Linked DNA regions of Mus musculus: region 2 is linked to region 1. Evidence: chromatin contacts called from public HiChIP or PLAC-seq data. All regions are on one chromosome and are shown on one strand. The core of a region is the stretch at or near the end of the contact, and the rest is flanking DNA. Distances in the headings are between cores, read along the strand shown. Region 1 overlaps Abi2 (abl-interactor 2). Region 2 holds the start of Cd28 (CD28 antigen).

Region 1 (7,653 bases), core at 1,593-4,092:
ACAAGAGGGGTGGGGACAGATGCAGAAGTAGCAGGAAGGGGAGGAGTGCCAGCAGAGCCAGCAGGGGCTGAGGGAAGAGGAGTAAGAGGCAGCATTAATAAGGCAGTCACAGTAGCATTAGAAGAAGCACTGCAATATGAAGAACACTCAGTACTTAACACTAGCCAAAAGAATAAAACACTGAAAAAAAGAATGCTTAAGGTCATTAGGTGAACAACAAATAATTCAAGATGCTCAGGATAGTATAGCAAAATATTCATTAGTTAAAAACAAGCCTTCCTTTTTACCTGAAAGTTACCTATCTTAGGAGAAAACTATACTTCCTATATATTATTTTTATCACAAAGTGTTCTAAGTATGAAAACTACAGTAAAGCAACAATATTCTTTTAGAATTACAACAGACATATTCCAAACAGTAGTTTATCACTTTAAAAATAAAAACTGAAAACAAACATGCATACCACATTACGTGACTTTTGTATACAGGTGCTATTTGGACTACTGTAATTAAATATGTTGTTTTATTTTTGAAAACAGCAATTCTTACTACATAGCCCATTGGCTCCTAGATCACTTATTCTCCTACCTTAACCTATGCATGTTGGAATTAAAGGCATGCACCACCATATACTATGTAATAATCTATCTTGCTGGGTTTAGGGTTTGGTTTGGTTTAGTTTGGTTTGGTTTTTTATTTCTGGAGACAGGGTTTCTCTGTGGAGCTTGGCTATCCTGGAACTCGCTCTGTAGATCAGGCTGGCATCAAACCTCTACCTGCCTCTACCTCCTGAGTGCTATGGTAAAAGGGTGTGCCAATACACCTGGCTTATCTTGCTGGTTCTTCTATTAAAGTTTTTTTACACATGTGTAAGCCTGAAAGCGTTTATGTGTGCATATAGTGTGCAAGTGTGCATGCAGATGTCCAGTGGCCAAAAGAGGGTGTTGGGATCTTCTGGAGCTGAAGTTACAGGCGGTTGTGAGCCATCCAGTCTGGGTGCAGAAACCAAGCCTAGATCTTCTAAAAGAGCAGTAAGGGCTCTGAATCCATCAGCTGTCCCTTCAGCTGCTCTCTCAATGCTTTTATGTTCACGCTTTTAAAACTAAATTCAAATTCTGTGTCTTCAAACCAAACTACTGTTATCTTTCTGTTTCAAGAAAATGAAAAAGGGATGGCAAATTGGCTCAGTGAATAAGAGAACTGACTGTTTTTCCAAAGTTCCTGAGTTCAAATCCCAGCAACCACATGGTGGCTCACAACCACCTGTAATGAGATCTGATGCCCTCTTCTGGTGCATCTGAAGTCAGCTACAGTGTACTAATACAGTGTAATAATAGATAAGTCTTTGGGTCAGAGAGAGCGGGCCCAACCAGAGCAAGCAGAGGTCCAAAAAAATTGAATTCTCAACAACCACATGAAGGCTCACAACCATCTGTACAGTGTACTCATATACATAAAATAAATAAATAAATCTTAAGAAAGAAAGCGAGAGCGAAAGAGCGAGAAAGGAAAGAGATTGAAGAAATAGTTTTTTAGAAACTGCTGGATTCTAACGCTCCTAAATTTACATTTCCAGTCCTTTGTTATCAAAATGATTCTCAAACCATGTCTTCCCCATTTCCAAGAAAATGCAGTTATAATACAAACATGAACCTCAAAGTACCAACTGAAGTACTCACCAAAGACATAAAACAAAATAACAAAGTAGAAAAAATAGCAAAGCCATTAAGATCAGCTGGATATGTGCAGACTTCCCAAAACCTTGCAGAGTGCTAGGGAAGAATTCTTTAAATATTTCATTAAGAAGAATCTGGGTTTAACAGCCAGCAAAACAGACAGACACACACACACACACATACACACTCACTAAGTTCAGTAACAAATTGAATTCAAATTCACAAAATAAAACCAAACAAATAACCACTAATGCTCTACCTGGAAAGACGCTTGGAGGAGACGGAGTAGGCACAGCAATGGGTACCCCCACACTACCACTTCCGCTGTTCTCCCGACTGCTGCTCCGACTACTTGGGTGACTTCCTCCACTGCTCCCACTGCTGCTGAAGGAGGAAGAGCCACCGAAGAATGAGTATGCAGAGCACAATACCAGGATTCCCGTGTATTTCTGAAACGGACATAGCTACAAGAAACATAATTCAAAAAGGCTTCCATTTCAAATAGGAATTCCTTAATAAATAAGGAGAAACTCTTGAGTTCAGTAAACTTGTTTTGATACCTATTTATAAAGTCTACCTTATAAAAAAAATTTAAGTAAATTCCCTATAAATGTAAGAGCAAACTGTTGGTGCTTACACATCAAAATAATACTACCTTTTATATCCTGGCCTGATACCCATCTAAAGAAGCTTTTAGTAAATTTTACTAAATTATTTTATTTCAGTTTGTAATGGCATGGTAATATACTAATATTTTATTATGAATAGTTTTTCATCTGTAAATTTCCAGCAAAAAATAACTTGCAATTTCTATTCCTGGTTAGTAATGGTTTTTATATTAACTTAAGTTTATCTCTGGGATGTCTTTTTTCACCTTCCTGGCTGTTCAAAGTTGCATCAGAACATGAGGAGAGAGAGGAAGAATCAGATGAGGTTTGGGAGAGCAGAGTGAGGAAAAGAACTTAGTGCTTGGAAATGAGAGAGATTAGCTGAAGTTATCTGAAGAGATCATGGTACTCTGACCATCGTGGTTTGCGCTGAGGTAGAGAAAATACCTGTAAGTTCGATTTCTTTGATTCACAGAAGCTGTCCTCACAGGGCTCTGCTGCGAGGGAGCCATATTACGGGTTGGGCTAGGTACGTAATCATTTGGTACCACTGGAGGACGCACTGGCTCCAGTGTTCGATAGGGGGAGTGCCGCCTACAAAAAGAAGAGCGTATGTATGGTGTGATTAATCAAGTCTCGGCACGCTAACTTCAGAGTTGCCAGTGACATACAATTTGTAAGCAGAAAGAGGAAATGTGGTTTAACCCAGCTATCAATTTGTCTTTCCTTCAGCATAACTCTTCTACCAGCAGAGAGAGTTCTGGTGAGTATGTAGTGTAAATTTCAGTCTCCAGCCTCATTCCTATGCTAATGGAATTTTGTTCATTTATTTGCAGAAAACACCAAGTTTTCCATTGTTTAGGCCAATGTTTTCTAGACTCTATTCTTTTCTTAGAAGAATTTGAATTACTTTAGGATCATGTTAAAATCTCCCAAATGCACTGGATGAATGCACTAATTATCTTCTTCTCCTCTCTCTCTCCCTAACCATAGATATTTAAAAATACAGATAACAAATCTAGATTTTGGGGGTCACAAATTCCACATGAAGATCAATACCAGCTGTAACTCATTCCCCTTTTTATACACTAAAGACACAGAAATTAAAGATTTATTGGTACTTAAAAATGCACTATTTAATTTCATTTTTTCTTTTTTACCTTTCTCCCTCAACTTCATCTTAATCTCTTTCTTCCTCAGTGTTCAGCATTGAAGAGAAACTTTAAAAGACTACCTAAGTCCTTCTATCTTAGTTAAACTATAAAACCCAAACTAGATTTTATTAAAAAATTGTTTTCCTTTTCCCAAATACTCCTTTCAAAGGAAGCAGATGGAAAAAAAAAAATCTGAAAGGAAAATAACAGGAGTAAGATGCTTCCTGGAGCGCTGGTTAGCATTCATTCAGTTCTTGTTAAGTGACCAAATCCTTTAAGACAATGGATATCTTGCAGATGAGATTACAACTTTAAAAGAATTTGGCATATCAAGGCATAAAATGTAAAAAAGCTTTCTTCCTTGCAGGAGGATGCTGCTCAACTGGCCCTTGTATTTCTCAGTGATTCAACTCCCCTTAAGGTTCCCAGAGTTTCTTTCCTTGGCCATTCAAGCTCACTCACAATAGCTCACTGATTTTGAACAAGATTTTTTTTTTTAATCTGAGACAGGGTTTCTCTGTGTAGCCCTGGCTGTCCTGGAACTCACTCTGTAGACCAGGCTGGCCTTCAACTCAGAGTTCCACCTCTTCCTGAGTGCTAGAACTAAAGGTGTGCACTACCACCACCCAGCACATAAGATCGTTTTTTTCAAAGGCACTGTTCATCCTACTTCTCTCAAGCACTGTTCAATAAACAAAATAACAATTCAAAATAAATACTATTGTGTCAAAAGGAAAGGGAAAGACCAGGACTTTGAACTTAAAATAGTTTTTTAAGTATTCAAGCAACAGCTGTGTGGTGGTGGCATAGCCTTGAATCCCAGCACTCAGGAGGCAGAGGCAGACAGCTCTCTCTGAGTTTGAGGCCAGACTGGTCTACAAAGAGAGCTCCAGGACAGCCAGGACTGTTACACAGAGAAATCCTGTCTTAAAAAACCAAAAACAACCATCTCTGAAATTAGAATGCACATATATAAACAAACTACAAATAATTTCATTTAAGTAAGTTATAATTTCTATATATGACATATAATACATATAATATGTTGGTATATGATATCTATATCAGGAAATAAATTTCTAAACTCTACTTTTTGACTATGTTTTCTGCACACAAAAATATTCCATTCTAACTTCACTACATGAGAACTATACAAAAAATAAAATAATAATGATACGAACAGGGTTAAGGGAGAAAACAATAACAACAACAACAACAACACAGGAGGAAGAGAATATAGTAACTAGAGAAAGACTAAAACAGCCCAGGACCATCAAATGGGCAATGGAGTTTAGCACTTCTGCTAATACCCAAAAAAATGCATTACTGGCACATGAATACATACATTCCAACAGAAACTTTAATTTTACCAGACACTGGATAACAGCCTTAACTTAAACCCTAACCAATTCCACTAGGTGGTCCACCCGAGGGAAACAAAGCCAAGGCCCCTCTGCTATTGCCACACTCCACAGCCATTTCATACCCTCTCAAGTCTAAACTTACTTGACCTGCTAGATTCTTTCCTCTTTGAGGGCAAAAAGATCATTTCAGATAAACTGAATTACCTAAACTGCCTAAACTGAATTACAGGCACAAACTTGGAATCCCAGCATTCCAAAACTTTAGGAAGGGTGGGATTGCATTATGTAGTGACAACCTGGCCTAAAAACAAATACAACAAATTCATTAATTAAAACCATTCTATTCCTGGTTGCATTTTTATGTTTTGTTTTCCACTGGTCAAATTGTGTCTTTCCAACATCAACTCACCTCTGTACCCTCTAAATTCAAATTGCTTTGACCAAGTTTTGAGGTGGGAAGTGCTTTTTACTTATTTGTTTAGGGTTTCCTTCTTGTGGTTTCTTGTCTTTTTCTTTCTCTCTCTCTCTTTTTTTCTTTTCTTTTTTTTTTTTTTTTTGAGAAAATATCACAAAGACATTCTGAAAGCATCATGTCTGATAATGTTTCTAAAAATCCAATCTGTAGTTCAATGACCCTAGAAAGTTGATAGAGGACAAAATACCATTCCCTTTACAGATTAAAAAAGCTAACTGCTGACAACCTGCCTAGAGGACCATAGAACATACAGTAGAGTTAAACCAGAAGTTCAGCCAACTGGCTTCTGGATTATACAACACCCACCTGAACTCGAACCTCAACCGTAAAGCTAGGATACGGTACAAGAAAAGCATCAGGCTTTCCTTCTGTCAATATCTGGAAAAGAGCTAACTCCAGAGCCCAAATCAAAACTCGGAAAAATATCATAACAAGTTAATCAGAATATTACAATCCACATAGCCTCTTGACTAAGCCTAATAAATTCAACTGTAATATAAACAGATCATTAAAACATTCAAGAAAAAGTTAGACTTCACTTTATAATTAACCACGACTTTAGGCTAGAATTTTGTCTTGATATCTTCACTACAAAAACTAATTTCTAAACAGCCACTTTTAAAGTACAAAGATATGCTTATCAGGAAAAGTTATACATAAAAGATAACATTACCAAGAAAATATTCTCTCTACAATTTACATAGAGGCTGCTATGTTTTTTAACACAATAGTATTTTTTCTGTTATTTTTCCATGGTTTCTCATTACTATATACTCACCCAAGTGTCCCCTTCCCTGACATAGGGGGACTTGGGGGCTTCTGAGTTGGAGGTGTCGTACGTGGCAATCCACCCATTTTCATATTCTGGGTACTCACCTAAAAAGATGTTGAAAAAAACACAACTTAACTTCGATGCAGTGAAATTAAGTGGCTTGTGGAAAATAAAGAGGGGCAGGTTTAAAAAAGAAAAAAAAAATTAGAGGCCATGCAATTTGTATGCAATTCCTACTCTACTATTCTACAGTTGTACTCAAAGGACTCTTCCTAATAGGATTTTTCAAATTATTTTAAACTTGTATGTGAAAAATTTATTTGCCATTAGGCCATCACACCAACAGATCACTGGTTAGACTATTTGATATTACATTCAGCTAAAATTGAATAGTATATTTATAAAAACTTTAGTGATAACAAAAAACTCAATTAGAAACAATAAGAAACAACAATTCTTTAGGGAATTGTTTTCTTTTCTTTGGATAACAAGTATATCATAAACAAAACAAATTTCCAACTAAAGATATGCAACTATGCATACACTCAGTTATAACTAAAAATAGAAAATACAGATGAATTATATGATATAGAGAGAAAAGTTCAGCCTTGCGAATCACTCTTACAATTCAGATTTAATATTCTCCTTATGAGGAAATCACCTACCTGAAAGCTACTAGCAGTTCAAGGCATTTTCCTAAGTATCTGAAACACAATGTTAGGGCTGAGGTAACACATCACTGAGAACACAAAGGCCACTGTCATTGTGTGACTTCTAGTGGGAATGACACTCAAGCCCAAACTGAAGGCTAGTTGAGGTGTGAAGCAGTGTAAAATAGTCCTAAGTCAGAGATGGACCATGACTGCGTTCGTAAATCTATTCCCAACTGAATTTTCAAATACAGAAAAGATGGATAATCTGAGACTAATGAGGTCATCTAAGGAATATGTCAATACTTGTAGAGAAACCCCTAAAAATCCAGTCATAAAAAATCAATAAGAAATACAGTGCAATGCAACTTCACATTGTTTGAGCCCAATAGGTTAAAATTCATAAAGGAGATTCATGCATGCTCTTTTTTAAGTCCCTATTATTTTGCATTGCCATCTTCACAACACACAGAAATAACCTCAAATTTCTCATACTATCTTCAGATATTAAAACACTATACTTACAACAATAAAGATGAAAATATTATACCACTGAAGTTGGAACAGATTTACAATTTTAATATATATTAATATACATTTATATAGTTATGAAGCCTTAGTCAGCCTGAAACTGACTATATAGATCAGGCTGGCCTTGAACTCACAGAGACCAGTCTGTCTCTGCTTCCCAAGTGTTAGGATTAAAGGCTGCACCACCATGCCTGGCCAATTTTAAAATATAAATTTTGTGAAAACAAATCTTAATTATGTCACATAGTACTAAAGCTGTCAAAATTAACTCTGACTTCAGTGGATTTTTTTTAAGTTCTAAAATAATAATTGTTAACTATCCTAAAAGCAAGAAATAAAATATCAAGCAATAAATTCTTCAAATGAATAGCCCAGTGAACAAGTTGTGTGTGATGTTAAAACGATCTTTAATGACAAATGATA
Region 2 (7,653 bases), core at 2,213-4,712, 300 kb before region 1:
ACGACAAGTGAACCCTGTTGTCCCCACCAATGCCTGTGAAGGTGAACAAAAAGAACAATGCTTTAGATGATAAACCACAAATGAAATTTGCTTCTGGAATCTTAGTGGCATAATTTTTTTCACTTGGTCAAGGTCAGCACACTGCCAACTAAGAAGTACTTGAAGGAAGATATCGACACACAACAGTCATGGTAATTACAGGGAATTTCTTCACTCGTGAAAATAGAAAAGGGGGTCATTAGATAGAAGAGTCCATATCTAAGGAAGGGAGGCAATGAGAGCCCTTCCCCCACCGCAAAAGTTTGCATGCCTGCTCTTCACAGCAACTCTCACAGATTCGTTTCTTCTGATCTGCCTGTGGCGATGACTCATTCTGCTTCTTGGAATTGATAAATCAATATTAATTTTAAAACTCCTTGCTATTAAAGTCTCTGCTAGATGGGTTGCCTTTAAAAGAGGGTAGTTGGGGGAGGGGACACTAAAAAGATAGTGTATTAATTAAGAGCATGGTAGTGAACCAAATTCTTAGCAAATCCTGTATTTTGGAAGTAGCTATCAGATGTACTTCAAATGCCAGAATGCCTGGTCAGTTTTTAACAATCAGAAGAGCTGGCCACGATGCATCAGAATCAGTGCAAAGGCAGCAGCCTGCAGATTACATCACATTCCTCCGCACTCATCTTTTCTTATCTTACTTTGCAAGCCCAGCCTCAGAGCGACACTTAACTGTGAGAAGCCAATTATTTTTCTGTGCATCTACCACAGAGGAAGTCATTTGCCAAAGATCGGGCAAGAATACAGTTTTTAATTACTCTACTTTGTAGATATGACTTTTTATTAAATGCCAATCATTTTTCCATGCCTCACTATGGAAAAGGAGTTCTGAGGGGAATGCAGAATCAGTGGAGAAGTCATTCATGTTCAACCTGGCCACTTGGGCATGCTCTATCCACTACGATTTGGGGAGAAATGAAAAGAAGTGCTCTCACGGAAAAGTAAACAGGTATTTCCTGAGTTTAGTCTCTAGACTACATGGTCAGTTTGCTGAAAAACTAACAAAAGGCTAGGATAGATAGATAGATAGATAGATAGATAGATAGATAGATAGATAGATAGATAGATAGATAGATAGATAACCAATGATGCATGTTATCTACCCACCCCCACTATCAACCACAAATGATTATTCTCTCAGGAACCTGCAGCTATGAGCTGGACTTACACTCCAAAACCCAACAGAATCCGGTCTTTTAAGATCTCAGGAGCACTATTATCCAACATGCATACAAAACATGTAACTTTAGCAGAAGAAGCATCTAAGGTACAGCTTCCTAACCCTTCCTGTATCAGACTTCTTTAATTGAGCCATAATGATCTTTCTGCTGTATCACTCAAGCCATGAGAATCAGGTTGCACTTAAGCATCATCAAGTAAGTGCATTAATGCATGCTGTGAACCAATGAGTCAAAATTATTCAATTAATGAATCTAAAGACCTGCCCCTAACACACAGGCACATTTTAATGCAGTTACATGTCTCATGTAGCCCAGGTTAGCCTCATACTTGTTATGTAGCCAAGGATAACTTTGATCATTCTGATTCTCCTGCCTCTACTGGATTATAGGAATGTGCTACCATGCCTGTTTTATGCTGTGCTGTGATCAAACCCAGGGTTTCATGTACGATAGATAAGTGCTATGCCAACTGTACTACATCCCCAGCCCAAGACAGTAACATTTGACCAGGGAGTTTCCTTGTGTGAGATGGTGGACATGAAGAGAGAAATGAAAAGCATACAAAAGGCTTCACATCCTTTTCCATGGGTCACACATCTTTGCATTTGCAATTATCTTCCTTTCCTTTTAACTTCTTTCTCTTCAGCTTCCTACCTCTACCCCATCCTACTTTTTCAATGGCTGCTTGGCATCAAATCCTAAGACGTAGTAGGAAAATGTATTGGTATCTATGAAGCAAAACCTATCTTAAGGTAAATAAAACTAACGACCTGCACACATGTGAACTTGCCAACTTCTCTTTTAGCTAACCCCTGTAAAGATTCTAAACAGTGAAACATACAAAGCTTTGAGTCCAACCCAAAAAGTTTCCAAAGAAAATACATGAGTTTATAACAAATGGCTGTCCACAGAGGGCATCAGAAAAGCATTCTGTGTAAAATCACTAATGTTGCATGACTTTCAACAAGGGTAAGGCTTTACTATCTAGTAAATTAAGGTGTCTTAAGTATTCCTTTAAAAGAAAGTTAAGATCCCTTAAACATGATATACAGAAACCTTTAAACATAAATTTTAAAGATTCTTTAGCTGTAAATATGTGTTGCCAAATACTGGAGACCTGCATCCTCTGGAGAAATTATTGAACATTCTCTTCAATAGATGGCCTCCTTCCAATGGTCTCTTCATTTGGAATGGAGTTTATGACAATAAATAGCTCTTACTCATGAGAACCAAAGGTTGTTTAGGGTAAGAACTTTCTAATTGATAAATATATAGCCTCCTTGCCATTGCTATTGGGAACTTGAAGGATTTTAACCTAAATAAACATATTTCAACCAACAGTAAAAGGAAACTTACTGGTGTCTATACCAGCTTTTGTGCTTACTTCAGGATTCTTCTTGGCACTCGCTGAATTCAGGTAGACATACTACTTACATGAACACCATGTTTACTGCTCAAGCCTGAACTAAGACCTCCACAATGTCTATTTCATTTTATCTCACAATGAAATTGAGGTGATGCTCATTTAGGGTCCCGTTTTACAGAGATTTAGGTAGTAAATCCTGCTCCAAACGCCACTAGGGAGAATTGAGATATGAGCCCAGGCAATCTAATCCAAGACCTCTAGAATTTACCTACTCTCTTACTTATCACAGTTTTATAGGATGTAAAAAGTAGAATCCTGACTGGGCGGTGGTGTCACATGCCTTTAATCCTTGTACTCAGGAGGCAGAGGCAGTTAAATCTCTGAATTCGAGGACAGCCTGGTCTACAAAGTGAGTTCCAGGACAGCCAGGGCTATACAGAGAAACCCTATCTCAAAACAAAACAATAAATAAAATTCTGAATATAAAAGTTCTTGGGACTAGTTGTTAAATAAAATGTTACTTCTTCCCAAAGAACTTGTGTTAAAGTTCTATTTGCTGTATTATGAGAATTAGCTAGTTTCTAAATAGTAGCTTGTCAAATTAGCACAAAACTCTAAATGCATTCAAGTTTCACAGGTCACTACAGTTTTAAAATAAACCATGCTGGTCATGAGAACACAAATGAAAACAGGGGGAAAAATGGTATCAAAATTGCTTACCTGTTACTTGAACTGAGAAGAAGTTGAGAGCCAAGAACAGCAGCCTGAGTGTCATTGTTCTGATGAGGGCCAGGGCTGCAGCCCCTCCTCTGTGAGCAAGGCAGAGTGTGGTGTGAACTGAAGTCACATCTGCCAAGGTCTATGACTCTCTGCCATCCAGGGCCACTTTACAGGGCACATGATCAAGGGACTCAAACCACAAGGCTTCGTGACTTTCACACAGGATATTACATTGTTTTTGATGACTTGACTTTTACTTCTTTTAGCAACCAGTCCTTTTTTTCTTTTTTCTTTTTTGGGAGGCGGGGGGGGGGGGTACTGAAGAGAGTGTCAGCCACCACCAGATAATGTGCTCAGGAGAGTCATGCTGATGAGCATCGGAGCTGTGAAATGTGGGCGCTTAGGGCCCAGCAACAACAAAAGCAGACAAACAAGGCATTCTAAAGAAGAGAGAAAAACCTCTCTCAGAAGACAAACTCTTACAGACGAATCCAAAATACAAGGCTGTGTGGGAAGCTGAGAGATTTCTATGCACGTGTTTAAATTCTGCATAAACGTTATGAGATTGAAGTTTGAAATAATCTTAAGGCGATCCTATGGAGTGTATGTATAACTCACTTCTACCAATTTTGAAAACCGCTTCCAAGTACACACTTGGCAAGCACCCAGGCATCTGAGCAGCTGCAGAAATTTCCAGAGCAAAGAGGAAGTCATAAAAACACCATATTTTCTTAGGGAAACAGGAGGTAAACGAAACACCCTTGCTACCTCATGTTCCCTATGTCCCTCAAAGAAACATTTCAAACAGCAGACCATTGGAAGATTCACCACAGAGACACCCGGGGCCTTTGTAACCAGCTCTCCACACCTCTCCCCAACTCCTGGGCCTTCTGTAGACAGGGCTAGCCCACCAGCATGGCCAGCTCCACATTCCTCTTCTAGAGCCATCCTGGATCCCCCTGGTCAGCATCTGTACTCAACAGCTTCCCTGATAGTCTGACTCTTATAGAAGCTATAATCATCGGAGTTTGTGGTTATATGTATCTCATACACATTAGCTTTCTCAAAACTTTCTTGGTGATTTTTTTTCTTTCTTTTCTGATAATCTGAGCTTTGTGAAACCAGCCTCATTTGTGATTTTGTGTATATTTAAAAGAATGATTTATATTTTTTATTCTGAATACAAAAGTGAGCTATATTGCATACGTAAAAAAATTTAGAAAAAAATATAAGCATAAAGTCAAGGTTTACCTATATTCTTACCGAATTATAAAAATACTTAATATTTGAGCCATTACTTTCCATGTTGTTTTGTTTATAGTTTTCAATAGATATGTTATCAATTGTTAATTTCTAAGGCATCCATATATGATATAAATATTTTTATTACATTTTAGCTGGTATATAAAACTTAAATATTAAACGTATCAGTCAAATACCATATGATGTTTTATAGGCATATATACATATTTTATTTTTCGAGACAGGGTTTCTTTGTGTAGTCCTGGCTGTCCTGGAACTCGCTCTGTAGATCAGGCTGGCCTCAAACTTGTAATCCTCTTGACACAACCTCTTAAATGCTAGTATTATAGATGTGGACCATAATACCCGATTCTACTCTCTGATTCTAGGCAATGAATGTTTTTTTGTTTTGTTTTGGTTTGTTTGTTTGTTTTTTTATCTTCAATTGGATGAAATTATGTGATACTTGTCTTTGTGTAGCTGACTTCTCTCTCAATGGCAGTATACAGAATAGAAAAAGATTTTCACAAAATTCACATCTGACAGAGGGCTAACATCCAAAATATTTAAAGAACTCAAGAAACTAGACATCAGCAAACTAAATAATTTAACTTTAAAATGGGATACAGGTCTAAGCAGAGAATTCTCAACAGAGGAATTTCAAATGGGTGAGAAACACTTAGAAATGGTCAGTGTCCTTAGCCATCCAGGAAATGCAAATCAAAACAACTTTTGAGATTCTGTGCTATGCCAGTCAGAATGGCTAAGATCAAAACCACAAGTGACAGCTCATGCAGGCCAGGATGCTTAACAAGGGAAACACTCTTTCATTGCTGGTGGGAGTGCAAACATGTATAACCACTTTGGAAATCAATATAGCAGTTTCTCAGAAAAGTGGGAATCTATCTACCTCAAGACTCAGCCTTACCACTCCTGAACATATATAACTAAAGGACACTCCAATCTACCATACTCATCTGTTAAAAAGATGACATCACGAAATTTGAAGGCAAATGAGAGGAACTAGAAAAAAATCATCCTGTGTGAGGTAACCCACAACCAGAAAGAATGTTTAAATGCTAAAAAACCATGTTGCATGGTATGTACTCAGTTATAAGTGGATATTAACTGTAAAGTAAAAGATAATCATGCTACAATCCACAGACCATAAGTAACAAGGAATGCTTAATGGAAAGAAGGAACAACACAGAATATTCCTGGAAAGTGGAAGTAGAATATATTTCCTAGGTGAGGATGAAAACAGGAGGGGTTGGATGGTGGAGGGCGGATGGAATGAGAAAATACTGGGAGAGACGACTAGGATCGGGGAGGGGCATTTGGGGAATGAGTTAGAAACCTAGTGAAATGGAAACTCCATGGGATCTACAAGGGTGACCCTAGTGAAGACTCTTAGTAATGGGAGACACAGAAGCTGCAGCCATCCTCTGCAACGAGGCAGGGCCTCAAGTGGAAAGACTGGGACATCAACCCAACCATCTAACCTCCAACCTACCATGTCATGCCTGCGTGACATGCTGGCACTGGAGCCTAGCATAATCATCATCGAAGAGACCAGAGAGACTTCATCCAATAACTGATGGGAGAGGATACAGAGTCCCACAGCCAAACATTAGCAGGAGCTCAGGGAGTTCTGCAGAGGAAGAGGGGTAAGAAGGATTGGAGGAACCACAGGGGTCAGGGGCACAAGAACACAGCCCACATTAGCAACTGACTGGGACTCAAGTGGACTCACAGAGATCAGGGATCCTGTATGGGTGACCTAGGTCCTCAGCATATCTGTTATGGTTATGTAGCTTGATGTTCTTATGGGATTACAAACAGTGGGATCCAGGGATACTTCTGACTCTTTTGCTTGCTTTTGGAACCTTTTTGTTCCTGCTTTTTGTTGTTGTTGTTGTTCCCTGTCCAGCCTTAATGTGACGGCATGTAAATTGTAGCTTGTTACAGCATATTTGGTTGATGTCCCTGGAAGGCCTGCTCTTTTCTGAGGGGTGGAGGTAGGGGGAGATCCAGGAGAAAAGGGAGGTGGTGAGGGAGTGTAGCTGGACATTTGACTACTTTATGGGTTTTTTTTTTTTCTTCATGGAGAAGGTTTTTACCCTTCATGCCTTTCCTACTCTTTCAACTCATTAACACTAGATAGGAGAGAAAAAAGGATAGAGGTGAAAGGGGCTGACATTATCATTAGACTACTTTCTGCTGATTAGGGGCATTGAGTTCCTTGGGGCAAGTTTGATATTTGCAGTCAAGATATCTAATTATTCTTCCTCCTCCTCCTCCTCCTCCTCCTCCTCCTCCTCCTTCTTCTTTTCTTCTTTTCTTCTTTTCTTCTTCTTCTTCTTCTTTTCTTCTTTTCTTCTTCTTTTCTTTTTCTTCTTCTTCTTTTCTTCTCTTCTTCTTCTTCTTCTTCTTCTTCTTCTTCTTCTTCTTCTTCTTCTTCTTCTCCTTCTCCTTCTCCTCCTCCTCCTCCTCCTCCCCTACCTCCTCCTCCTCTTCTCTTTCTTCTTCTCCTTCTTCATTCTTTGCACATAAGTACTTAAAACACACACACAACCAACAACCCACCATCAACAACAACAATCTTACCTCTTGGGTCCCTAGCAAGGACCTTCTGAAAAGTCCCCAGAGTTCTAAACATCACACACTCACAGAAACTATCTTCAGCTAGCAAAATCATGCCCCTGCTAGAGCACAAGGCAAATCATAGTCAGCTGCTGTGGACAGTCTGAAGCAGCCCATATATCCTAGGCCTGGAATTAAAATGAATACATATCCTTATAATATTTCTGTATTTTTTAAGAAACCAAAATTCTCACTCTAGGAGAGAGACTGAGAGGAGGGGAAGGAGGGAAAACTGAATTGCAATATAATATATAAGAGAAGAATAAATAAAAAGGGAAAGTATAAAACAATAAACTTATATTTTAAATTATGTGTATGTGTACATGTGAGTGCAAGTGCCCAAGGAATTGAGAAGAGGATGTCAGAGCCTTGGAGCCCAAGTGGGTGCAAGGAGTTGAACCCAAAGCAGCAAGCACTCCTAACCACTTTTTAGTCATCCCTCCAGCC

The links. HiChIP or PLAC-seq counts read pairs in DNA pulled down with a chosen protein or histone mark.
Region 2: a contact with region 1 is called in an H3K4me3 HiChIP or PLAC-seq map of bone marrow-derived macrophages, with 4 times the contacts expected there. The contact joins the promoter of Cd28 here to the enhancer-like site in region 1. A contact is called at or near these places in 1 of 15 datasets of contacts at CTCF or cohesin (CD8 T cells), 4 of 115 datasets of contacts at active chromatin or transcription factors (bone marrow-derived macrophages, effector CD8 T cells, large pre-B cells and 1 more) and 1 of 9 other capture datasets (adipose tissue).

Annotation. Positions count from the first base shown.
Region 1 is chr1:60,442,485-60,450,137 of GRCm38.p6, reverse strand. It overlaps Abi2 (abl-interactor 2), which reads right to left. Exons shown (of 12, transcript NM_001198570.1): 5 at 6,056-6,153; 6 at 2,732-2,878; 7 at 1,936-2,060; 8 at 1-67. Among named protein-coding and RNA genes, the nearest start is that of Abi2, 37 kb to the right of the region's middle. Within about 2 kb of position 2,842, at least 3 of the 459 cell types and tissues checked have an H3K27ac peak or open chromatin away from gene starts, as enhancers often do. A contact at or near this core is called in bone marrow-derived macrophages and memory CD8 T cells, where this site is marked.
Region 2 is chr1:60,742,197-60,749,849 of GRCm38.p6, reverse strand. Cd28 (CD28 antigen) reads right to left here and starts at 3,462. Exons shown (of 4, transcript NM_007642.4): 1 at 3,322-3,462. The coding sequence starts at 3,376.